Regions from separate parts of the Canis lupus genome. Here region 1 is linked to region 2. The links are chromatin contacts, called in public Hi-C maps. All regions are on one chromosome and are shown on one strand. The core of a region is the stretch at or near the end of the contact, and the rest is flanking DNA. Distances in the headings are between cores, read along the strand shown. Region 1 holds the start of KANSL1L (KAT8 regulatory NSL complex subunit 1-like protein). Region 2 holds the start of RPE (ribulose-phosphate 3-epimerase).

Region 1 (6,054 bases), core at 2,565-5,064, 150 kb after region 2:
TACAAAAATCAACAAAACCTCAATATTATAAATGAATGCATATTCTCCCAATTCTGCAATACTTAGAACTGTCACATCGATATAGAAATAAAACGCGCTTCTAAAAACCTAAACATATTATCAAGTATTAAAGACTTTCATTATTAATAGTCTTCAGATTTTCATTATTCACTGTCCACAGGCAAATACAATATTACTATTTTTATTAACATTTGCTGGTTGTTTATTTATCCTACATGCAATAAGGAGCCCAGTTCACAGAAATCTCTCTTAAGACATCATTTAAAAGGAAATACAAATAGAAATCTTGTGGAAATGATATACTTTCCTTGCCTTTTGAAATTGAACATACAGAAAGTAATGTAAGACTGTACCGATGATGCAGGGTCATCCTTATGTACAGTATTCTATTATAGTCCCGTAATGCAGTCAGGACTTTTAGGATAGAGGTATAAGATAATATGCTTTAAATTCAGTAAACTGGTTGCTAATTCCCTACGGCCTGTCACTTCTGTTGCAAGCAGCCTCACTTTGCAGTTTATAACTTGAGAAGCCTAACTGGTAAACAATCCTAAACACAATCCTAAACCTGAAGGAGACAGCTTTCTGCCTCCTTTACAATCTAATACTGTATAGACTAATGCAAAAGGATATGCGAGGAAAATAACTGAATAGATGAAAATAAGAATTACAGATGACATACGGTTTTGTGGTAGGTTAAAGGCAGTAAAAGATGTTACAGGCAGTAATAGGTGGACTATCAAGAACAATGTGAATAATCAAACAAAGGAACTTTAGACAGTAGGCTTAAAAAAAAAAAACACAGAAAAGGCTACACATGAAACACAATGATGGAAGTGAAATCTGTAAATGAATTCCATACAAGATAGAAAAGTGAATAAACGAAATGAAATAGTTTATCATAGCAAATGGCATAAAAACTGGACGGAGCTCTTGGGATAATGCAGTAGTTGAACAATGAGAAGTCACTGGACCTCTTAGTAGACAACTGTGAGATCAATGAAGCCCCTACCTGAAGAGAGAAGTACTCAAAGTAATGAATCAAACAATAAAGGTAGAAACGTAGGGGGTAAACTGAGTAAGACAAAAAGCAAGACATCATTTCCTGATCTTCCAGAGGTCAAAAAGGTAAATATTAACAAGCCAAATGGCAAGTATTCATTGCCACTTTGTGATTTGCAGCATATCAACTACAAAATATATTCTCCTCCTTCAAGCACCTTACGATAAAAAAAAAAAAAAATAGATATACAACAGACATAGTGGGGAAAACATTAATGCAAATTAAAGCAAGGGGTTTTTTGTGTCAATACTAACACCAGATGATGAACAATGATGTAACGTGAGGCTGGCTCATACACTAGAGGAGTATAAATTGACACAACATTCTGGAAGGTAGTTTGGTGATGGTCAAGAGCCTTAAACACACACACGACCCCAGATTCTGACCTAGTAATTTCTTTTACAAATCTAAGGGGCGGGGGAGATTTCAATGGCCATTCTCTGAAGTTTACAGGTCGGCAAAACATCAGAAACATCCCAAACATCTGCCAATAAGAAAAGTTTTAGATATGATGGTTACAGGATATAGTTGTTAACAGCCAAAAATTATTTTTCAAGGACCGATGACTCGAGAACGTTTAGGAGGTAGAGTTAAATGAAAATATTACCGCATGAACTCACTTGGAGGAAAAATCCACAAACACGCATAAGAAAATATTTAGGAATACAAACTATTTTTCTTGTTAACGCTCTTTATTTTCCAAATGATTTTTTTTTTTTTTAAAGATCATTTAACAAAACAAGCAATTGTTATTCGGAAAGGCACATGTGATAGACACGCAAAAGACAAATGCAAAAAATAAATGGGCTAGGCGGCCTCTGGAGTAAGAAGGATCTCGTCTAAGAACTTACTCTAGAAGGACTGGGTGAGAGAAGCAATGACCATCTCTCTGGATTAAAACTCTGAAGACCTACATGATGGCAACCCTGGCACTGACCTGAGTAAGTAAGTAGGTGGGAAAATCGAAGGTAACAGTTACTAGAACAGATTTTTTAAGATATTCAAATACAAAAAAAAAAAAAAAAGATATTCAAATACATCCTAGTTCATGATTCATTCAGTTTATACTCTTCCAGGAGGCTGGGTTTAAAAACAAAACAAAACAAAACAAAAAAAAGCAAAAACCTGACTTTTGCTATAAAACCGTTTCACTTCTCAATTTCGGTAGTTCCGCAGTATCGGGAGAGATCGTAAACCGCTTTTCCCGACGCGAGGTTATCTTAATCCTCCCTAACAATCCCAAAGCGGGGACCCTATTGTGAAACTATTTTACAAGACGAAACAAACATTGAGAAAAGAGGGGTTGGGACTTGCCCAAAGGAAGCGGCCGGTCGAGAACCGCGGGCGGCAGGCACCGCTCAAGGCTAGAAAACCTCCTTCCCAAGCGACCCACGTTCCAGAACACCGCGTTTCTCCCCAACACCGCATCATTTTGAGAGCCGCTTCCACCTCGTCGGAGACCCTGCCAGTCCCGGCTGCGGGGCTGGCAAACAGCTCCCTGGCTCGGCTGCTCACAAAACTGACCCCATCCTGTACTTTCTTAAGACACATTCCCAGCAGAACCCGCCTCGGCACCAAGTCAAAGCCAACTGGGTAGGGCGAAAGAAGTCACCGTCTGAAATCTCAGCAGCTGACTATAAAAACTTTGGGGAAATCAAAAAAAAAAAAAAAAAGGAATGTGCTTCCCTCAGTCAAAAAAAAAAAAAAAAAAAAAAAAAAACAACCTTCTCCACCCCCCCGCCCCCACCCCTGCGCCGAGCCTCCCAGCTGATCCGCGGTAAAGGGTGGAGTGGATCCGCGGGGCCGGGCGGGCAGGGAACCCGCCCCACACCCGGGACTTCCCTCTCGGTGCACAGTCAGCCCCCTCCTTTCTCCGAGGACCAGACACGAGAGCCCCCCCCGCCGCCGTTTCCCGCGACCTCAAAATTTTCCAGCAACGTCCGTCCCCCCTTCCGAACACCCACGGACGCACCACGCCTCTCTACCCCCATCTAGTCCTAAAATCCAAATCAACGTCGCCCGAAAATAAAGGATAAGATAAAAGAAAACAAGGGCCCAGAGCGGCACCGACGGCTCCGCGGCAGGGCGCCCCCCAAGCCGGCCCGGCGAGACCGCACCCCGCAGAGGCGCGGCCGCCGGGGCCGGGGCCCGGGCCGGGGGCGGGGGCGGGGGCGGGCCCGGCGGACCACGTGTGCGGCCGTCTGCGCACGCGCCCGCCAAAACAAAAGGGAGGCCCGCCAAGCCCCGCCCCGCCCCACGTGACCGCGCCGGGGCCGCCCCCACCCCTCCCTCCACCGCCGCGCTCCCTCCCCTCCGCGCCTGTGCCAAGGCTGTTAGGTTCAGCCGTTTAAATTTGGCTGCGCTCCGACCCCTGCCCTAGAGCGCGGTCCTGCGCCGGGAGCCGGAGTCCGACAGCCCGCGGGATTCGGGGGCCCGAGGGGCTGCCGTTCGGCCGCCCGGCCCGCCAGTCCTCCCGGCGCCGGAGGACTCCGCTCCGCTCCCCCCGCCCGCGCCGCCGCCGGCCGCGGCACAGGAGACCCACCCCCCTCAGCCCGCCGCTGAGACGCCGGCCACTCGCCTGCTGGGGCGCCCTGGCTCCCCTCCGCCGCCGCACCTTCGGTCCGGCCGTGGTGGGGGCTGCCGAGCTGATCTCTAGCTGCCCGCCCGCCTCCCCCCCCCGCCCGGGGCGCCGCGGCCTCGTCTGCAGAGCGCGCCCCGCTCCCGCCCCGGCCGCCGCCGCCGCCGCGGTTTAACAGTCCGCCCGCTGCCCGCAGCTCCGGGCGGCTCGGGGACGGAACCCTGCCGCGGCGGAGGGGCGGTGGGCGGGGCCAGCGCCAGCCAATGGCAGCGGGGGAGGGGAAGCGCTATGCAAATGAGCGCGGGTGGCGGGGAAACCCCGGCCGGGGGCGGGGCCTGCGGCCGCGGCTCGGAGCGTTCTGGAAGCGGCTGGAGCGCGGCGGTGCGGGGGCGGCGGCGGCGGCGGCGGCGGCGGCGGCCCCCCGGGGGCGGGTTCCGGGTCCTTCTCGCTTCCTCCTCGCCTCTTCCCTCGCCAGCGGGAAGCACGCGCGCGGGCGCGCACACACACGCACACGCACACGCACACACACTCCACAAAAATCCGGGCGGGCGGGTGACTTCCCGCCCTTGCTCTATTTCTGCACGACCGTGCTAGGGAGCGCGGAGCGCGGGGCAAGTCAGGCTGCAAGGCGCCCGCGCTCGGGCTGCGCCGGCTCCTGCCTCCAGACCCTCCCGCCTGGCGGCTCGAGGGGCAAGTTTTAACAAAGCTCGGTCACAGCTGCCAAATCTGTACTCCTCCGTGCCTCTGGAGGAGGAGAAATTGCAGACGTGCTCTGCGCTCCAGGCCAGAGTCATAATCCCGTACGACCCCCGAGAGGCCCTGAAACAGGGTGACAAATCAGCCTGGGATCCAGCTGGGTCGTTTCACGGTGAGAATCCGGAGCCGTCCGCTCCAGCTTTCTTAAATCTGTCCAAAGCTGGTCGGGAGTTAGCTCCGTTCTGCAGGAGCGCAAATAAACGGGGTTTTGTGTGCAGAGAGTCGGCCAGGGACCCATGAGAACATTTCTGAGGGTCTTGCACCTGGCTCCGCTCACCCCCAAACTACACCCGGGCATTTCCCCGGCCATGCACTTTTTTTTTTTTTTTTTAATAAACTGAGCACTGGATATAGCTCCTTAGATGATGTGCTCTACAGGCTTTCTTAAGCACCTAATTTACACATAAAATGATTTAGGGAATAAAGCGCTCTAGAATTTTAGATCCAAAAAGACAAATGCCTTTATTTCAACCTTCTTAATTGAATAAGATTGGAGGGGAGAGGCGGGCGGGGGAATCCAAGGAATCGGGAGTTACAACAAAGCATGAGGCATGACACAGATTACTAGAATTAGAAAATAACCGCCTTGTTCCTGGTTTTTCTAGTGGATTGGGACATTACTGCAATAACTTTATGACAAGCTGCATTTATAGCAGAGAATACTTTCTAAAATTGTTCAGGACAATAATTGCGCCTTCATTTCATATGGGGTAAGGGAAGAGCTTCAGGAAATTGATTTACCTTCATTGGACTAAAAATTGTAAGCGAATGATGTGAAAATACTTAAATCAACAAATATATACTCGATATTCACTGTATTCAAAAGATTGTCCTTGTTCCTGGGGACAGAAATGCAAAAAAAGTGAGTACGTTAAAATAGTGTTTCTTTTAACAGTCTAAGAAGTCAAATCAGTATTGAGATAGTTCAAAGGAAGATTTTCTTTTTTTAATTTAAGCTGGGTATTTCTAAAGGCATCAATCAAATGATAGTATCTTTGAATAGAGGCCATGTTCATGGTATTATTGGGCTCAAAAATTACATGTCAACTAGATTGTGTATATCTTGAGTAACAGGAATTCAGATTTTAGCCTGAAGGAATTGTGGTGCCGTGAAATTATTTGAGGATACGTTTTCTTCTCTGACGTAATTATCACTTAATAAAACAAAGTATTCATATAGTTACCAAATATTTATTGCACACGTGGTGATGGTTATGGGAGATACAGCCATAAACAAAGTTCCTGCCCTGGTGGAATTTGTAGAGGATGGTACAGGCATTGAGCTTTATAATTATGCAAGTCATAACTCAGAGGCATTTTTACATATATTATTGTTCATCAAACAATCCTAGGAGATAGATTGTTTCCAATTCTCCAGGTTGATTCTTTTTTTCTCATAGTCCTGCAGTCCACCAAATTTGTAGACCTTAAATAAACATTTTGGTCCATCAAGTCATCATAGAAACATAATCTTCTCATTTCTTTTATATTCAGTTTTTGATACTTTAAAAATAGCAGAAACCTGGGGGATAGGAAATTATTAATAACATACGTTTGGTTTCAAAAATGTAGAAAAGCCCAAAGAAGAAAAGCACAGTCTTTTATATGTATGAGATGACCCTGCACACTTCTTTAC
Region 2 (5,859 bases), core at 1,775-4,274:
TTTATCTTGTTTAAAGGAAAAGCAAAACAGGCACCTACTTCCCGTGTATAAAAAATTGGACACAACCAAGAGGGTTGCTTCTTCTGAAATTAACTTTTGAGAGACCTTGGAATAAACATGTATCATCCATGATAGTGGGTATAGATTTATACCACTTGGATTCAATTAAAGCAGTTCAAATCCTGGATACAGCATTTTCTATAGCAAAAATTTTACTTTCATTTTTCAGTATTTGCTGCTTTCTATCAGTCTATTAGATATTTGATTTTTCCTAAAAAGGAAACTGAGCTATTGAGGGCACTGGGACAAGTCACTAAGAACCACAGTGTCAAAAGGCATAATTGGGCATGACAGTGGTGAAAAAAAAGAAATATTTGGTGCTTGGGTGTTAGTTAGGGCCTGTTGCACAGGCTGGGAATAACTGGCTTGCTATTTCATGCCTGCAAGAGAACATAAGGCAGGGTGACATCTCCTCCCTTCTTTGATATCTGTCCCTTTAGTCCATAAAGAACATTCTTCACTCTGCTGCCTAGCTCTAAGACTATCTAAGATGAGACTAAGGTGTTTATAGGGACCAACCGGGAAGAAAAGGTCGTAAGTGGAATTACAGTCCAAAATGCAAACTAAATACCCTTCCTCAAGTTATACGGGATACGTTATTAAGTCTCTGGAATTTGCTGCTATCACACCGAGTCATGCTGTTGCCCTGTGACCTCACACTTCCAATTCCATGGCCTTGTCTTGGCAGTGAGTAGAAAGTCCCACTTCCTCATTTACTTTAGTGGGTCTTAACTGCAGCATTTCAGAAACACAGTTTGGTTTGACACTCAGGACAATAAAAACCAAGGGCAGAATGTATTTGGAAAAGCTTAAGACAAATTTACTTATATTATTTCAGGATCATTTAGCATTACAGATCAATGTACCTCCATAATATTTTTCAATAGTCACTGTGACTGCAGGATGAAAATCCTTTATTAGCCATTTTATAGGTAAAAACAAAAGATTGATTACACAGCCAACTTCCCTCAGATGACTTTGAAGTCTGTTATGAATACTGAATGACCAAAGAGCATGGGAAAAAATGCATATGAATAAATACTGAAACGTTTATGAAAGATATTTATGAAAGATATTAAGACCTCTGTGTTTGAATATGCACATATAATAAAATAAAGCTAAAAACATTTAAGATGCCTGATTCAGTTTCATTTCTCATTTCTCAACATAGGGAATAGGTCAACTCATTGGAGGAAAGTGTTCCTTTTGCATCCCTGGGGTGTGCCCGGGCATCTCTTCTCAAGCCCCGTGGTCTGGCTGGAGGTCACCCTTCAGTTAGACACCTCCAGGTCTTCTCTCCAACCCATCTGAGCTCCATTTTACTCAAGCTTTCCACCCATATATTTCAAAGTAAAGCAGAATGGGCTTCTGGGTATCCCAGTTTGATTTCTCTGCCTGGATCTGTGACCTGCTGGAATAACTGGCAGATTTCCCAGGAGGAATGGGAAGGAACTGGTTGCCCTCTGAATGCGGCCAGAACCACATGGCGTCCACGTCCCCACCAGCTGTCTTGTAATAGTACAAATGTGTACAAATAGTACAAAGTGCCCATTCTCTGCCATCTAAGCTATGCTCTTGCTAAATCCCCTTTTTTCCCTCACACGGTTTTATTTCAGCTCGTCCTGACTCAATGACCCTAGACACACTTAGCAGAGGCACAGATCCTCTCTCTTCCAGATTGTGTTTGGACAGCAAATGTATTAGTTTGTCAGCGAACATGACAGAGAGAAAAGCAGACGGTTAGAAGCTTGAGGGCCGGAAGTCAAGAAGGAAAATAGTAATAACCACCCCGATTTGTTTTTTTTTTGTTGTTGTTAATATTTTTTATTTCAACTCAAATATATTTCCTATTTCCCTTTTTGAAAATTTTTTTATTGGAGTTCAATTTGCCAACATATAGCCTAACACCCAGTGCTCATCCATCCCATCAAGTGCCCCCCTCAGTGCCAGTCACCCAGTCATCCCCACCCCCTGCCCACCTCCCCTTTCCACCACCCCTTGTTCATTTCCCAGAGTTAGGAGTCTCTCATGTTCTGTCTCCCTCACTGATATTTCCCACTCATCCTCTCTCCTTTCCCTTTATTCCCTTTCACTAATTTTTATATTCCCCAAATGAATGAGACCATAGAATGTCCTTCTCCGATGGACTTACTTCACTCAGCATCATACCCTCCAGTTCCATCCACCTCGAAGCAAGTGGTGGGTATTTGTCGTTTCTAATGGCTGAGGAATGTTCCATTGAATACCTAGACCACAGCTTCTCTATCCATCATCTGTCGATGGACACCGAGGCTCCTTCCAGTTAGACTATTGTGGACCGTGGAAGCAGCTCAGAGTCCGTGGACAGATGCATGGATGGATAATTTGCAAGCAGCACCAGGCCGCACGTGCCTGGATTCACCTGCCAAATCCTTACATCCCCCAAAGGCTGGGAGGACCCTAAGAGGTGAGAAAACAGAAGCAGGGAGAACTGTTAGTTCCGAAGCGCGAGGCCTCTGCCCTGAGCCTGACTCCTCCACCTCTTGGCAGGAGTTCAAGGAGGGAGGCGCGAGCGGGGAGGACTGCTGTTTTGTTCCTTGACGACGAGCGCAGGAGCTGGAGCGGAGAGCGAGGCCCATGCAAGCAACGGGGAAGCACAAAGCGAGCGAGGGCGTGAGGGCAAGGCAGGGGAGCTGCAGGGGTGCAAAGCTGCCCGAGTTCCGCGAGGACCGCGCACTCCGAGGGGCGGGCTTCCCGGAGGGCAAGCGCAAGGAGGATGGGCCTGCAGGCAAGGCCCCGCCCCCAGGCCCCTGGGCGGGCGGCCCCGCCCCCTGGGGAGGCGGGACTTCCGGCGCGCGGGCAGCTGCTTCCGGCGGAGTCCGGAAGACTGTACCGGGAAGGGGCTAGAACTGCGCAGCCAATCGGGGCGACACTCTGGTCCTGCCGGGGGACTCGTGGGTGACTTGCTCTCGGGGACCAGCACCATGGCGTCCTGGCTGCAGGATTGGCCCGTCCATCCTTAACAGCGATTTGGCCAACTTAGGGGCCGAGTGCCTCCGGATGCTGGACTCTGGGGCCGATTATTTGCACCTGGATGTAATGGACGGGTAACTCCGCGGCGCTGGGCGCTGGGCGCTGGGTCTGGGCGCTGGGGTCGGGTGGCCGCGCGGGCCGCTCGGCGCAGCTTGGTGGGCGCCTGTTGGGTGGGTGCACGGCGGCCCGGGCCGCGGAGCGCCTCGCTCCGAACGCGCTCCTGAGAAGGGGCCCGGCGGGGAGGGCCCCGGGGCGACCCCGAGGGAATCCGGCCCCCCGCCCCCCCCCCCCCCCCAACGTGTGGTCTCCAGCCCTCGGGACCCGCACGCAGTCGGGGACCTCCAGGACACGGCGCTCATTTTCAGTGAGGGAAACTGAGGCCCAGGGGGATAGGCATGACTTGCCCAAGCTCATATGGCTAGTTAGAGGCTAACGCTGGGGAGGCTCATCCGTGTGACGACGGCGAGCCCGGCACCTTGGAGAGCCTGCCCGCGTTCTGCCCATTAGGTGGGACAAGCCGCTTCACCTCGCTGAGCTTCGGCTTCATTCTGTGAAAAATGGGAATAATGAGGGAACCTGCCCCGCGCAGGCCCCTCCGGAAGGCGGACGGGCCGAGCGCCCAGCATGCAGGGCCTGCCCTACAGCAGATTCCCTGTGATCCGCAGTTGTCGGGGTCGTTGTTGGAATTTTGATTCACCTGTTTATTTTCTCTTCAGGCACCCTGCTCTCCAGGGAGGTCAGTGTTTTGTTTTGTTTCTGTTTTTTTTTTTTTTTTTTTTTTGTAAGTAATTTGTAAGCACCGTAGTTGTAGCACACAGTCCAGATCGTTCAGAATCAGGACGATGCTGGTTTCTGGAAGGTGACTCCACAAGGTGGGAACGAACCTGGCGACCAAGGTGGGACTCTCAGGGGCACACAGCATCGTGCCCCAGTTGCAGATTGTACTTTGTTAGATTCGCCAAGTAGTTTCTTTTCTTTCCTTTTTTTTTTTTTTTAACTTTAAGATTATTTATTTATTTATTAGAGAGAGAGAGGGAGAAGCAGGCTCCATGTAGGGAGCCCAACGTGGGACTCGATCCGGGGTCTCCAGGGTCACGCCCTGGGCTGAAGGCGGCGCTAAACCGCTGAGCCACCCGGGCTGCCCTCCTTTCTTTTTCTTTTTCTTTTCCTTTTTCAAACATTTTTACTTATTCATGAGAATACACAGAGAGGGAGAGAGACACAGGCAGAGGGAGAAGCAGGCTCCATGCAGGGAGCCCGACGTGGGACTCGATCCCAGGTCTCCAGGGTCACGCCCTGAAGGCGGCGCTAAACCGCTGGGCTGCCCGCCAAGTAGTTTAAGTCGCCCGACAACTGGCCTTAAAGTAATAACAGCCATTACCTTGGGTCCGGGTAGAAAAATAATTGATTTTAAATAGGTGGAATGCCTGTGTGCCCTCGCGCAAATTTGTGTCATTTACGAAAAGAATCAGTCACTGCCTTTTGGTTTTGATGTCACTCCCGTTCAGAACAAGAGTTCTGTCTGTCTTCCTTTGTTCGGTCTGGTTAGATCTTGTTTCCCGTTTGCACCTCATTCATTTATCAGTATCCCGACCGATAATGGCAAATTCTTGACCCGAGAGTATTGAGAATTCTAGGGTAAGTGCATCAGATTAGTAAATACTGCCTCTTCACAAAAGCGCGATTTTATTGTGCTGTCATGGGAGGTAATTCTGCTTTTCTGGAAAGTTCTGAACTTTCACACATAAGTGAATGGAGTGTGTACTTCAGAGATGGGCCCGTTTTCAAGTGTGGGACATGAAATTTGGCGTCTGAGACCCCTACGTCAGGATGGAGCAGGCCGCACATATATGTGTGTAGTCTCTTTAACAGGCACAGCAATTTGATTTTTTTTTTTTTTTTTTAAATAAGTCTCCGACCATGTTTGAGTAAGGGAATGGAAAAGATAACTTGTTTCTCTTCACAAGTCAGGACTATGAGCCGTAACAGTAGCAGCTAATATTTTTGAACATTTCACTAATTCTGATGTTTTTTTGGGAATTAACTCACACAACCTCATGAGGTTGGTGCTGTTATTGGCACCAGCACTTGACAGTGAGGAATTGGACACAAAGAGGTCAAGTCACCTGTCCGAGATCTCCTAGTTGGGAAGTGGAGGAACCAGGATCAGAAGCATGCAGCGGCTTGTGTTGTCTCAGAAACGAATGGCTTCTGTGGCTCCTGGGCTAATAAAAAATGATTAAGACATTCTTTTTCCTCAAAGAGGAACTAAAAGTTTATACTTAACGTTTGTGTATTTCGTATCTCTCCTGCTAACGCTGCAGACTCTGAAAGCAGGGTCTCTTTGTGGCTCACCTCAATCCTCTTCAGGTGAAGCACCATGGCAGGTTTAGTTATGATTGGTTGAATGAATGATTGGATCCATCGTAAGAGGGATTTCTAATGAATCACATTTGTTCCTTCCCAGCCCCTGTGGCAGACCCGGAGCTTATTAAGATAAAAGTATTTGTCTTTATTGACTCCTTTACCCCTTTGCCAAGTAACATCTTGGTTTGACAAAATTAAATTCTCCAAACACCGTTTTAAAATCCTTTCCCTTTTAACCTTCACAACTTTTTGAGCTAAGAGGTATTTTTATTTCCCTTTTGCAAAGGAGGAAACTAGTTTAGGGAGGTTCAACCTCTTGTGATCTGCAGCCAGAAGAGGCAAGGCTGGCTCAGGTGCATTGTTTCCTAGGCCAGGTGTGTGAAAGTGGGGGCCTGGACTCCCTTTTCCTTTTTTTTTTTT

What was found. Hi-C and Micro-C count contacts between places; a contact is called where the count stands out from the background.
Region 1: a Hi-C map of blood shows a contact between it and region 2, with 2.9 times the contacts expected there. The contact joins the promoter of KANSL1L here to the promoter of RPE in region 2. A contact is called at or near these places in 2 of 9 Hi-C or Micro-C datasets (both in blood).

The regions. Positions count from the first base shown.
Region 1 is chr37:17,878,537-17,884,590 of UU_Cfam_GSD_1.0, forward strand. KANSL1L (KAT8 regulatory NSL complex subunit 1-like protein) reads right to left here and starts at 3,815. Exons shown (of 14, transcript XM_038585636.1): 1 at 3,663-3,815.
Region 2 is chr37:17,731,247-17,737,105 of UU_Cfam_GSD_1.0, forward strand. It overlaps RPE (ribulose-phosphate 3-epimerase), which reads left to right and starts at 3,025. Exons shown (of 6, transcript XM_038585637.1): 1 at 3,025-3,146. The coding sequence starts at 3,100. UNC80 (protein unc-80 homolog) reads left to right here. Exons shown (of 64, transcript XM_038585623.1): 64 at 1-1,198.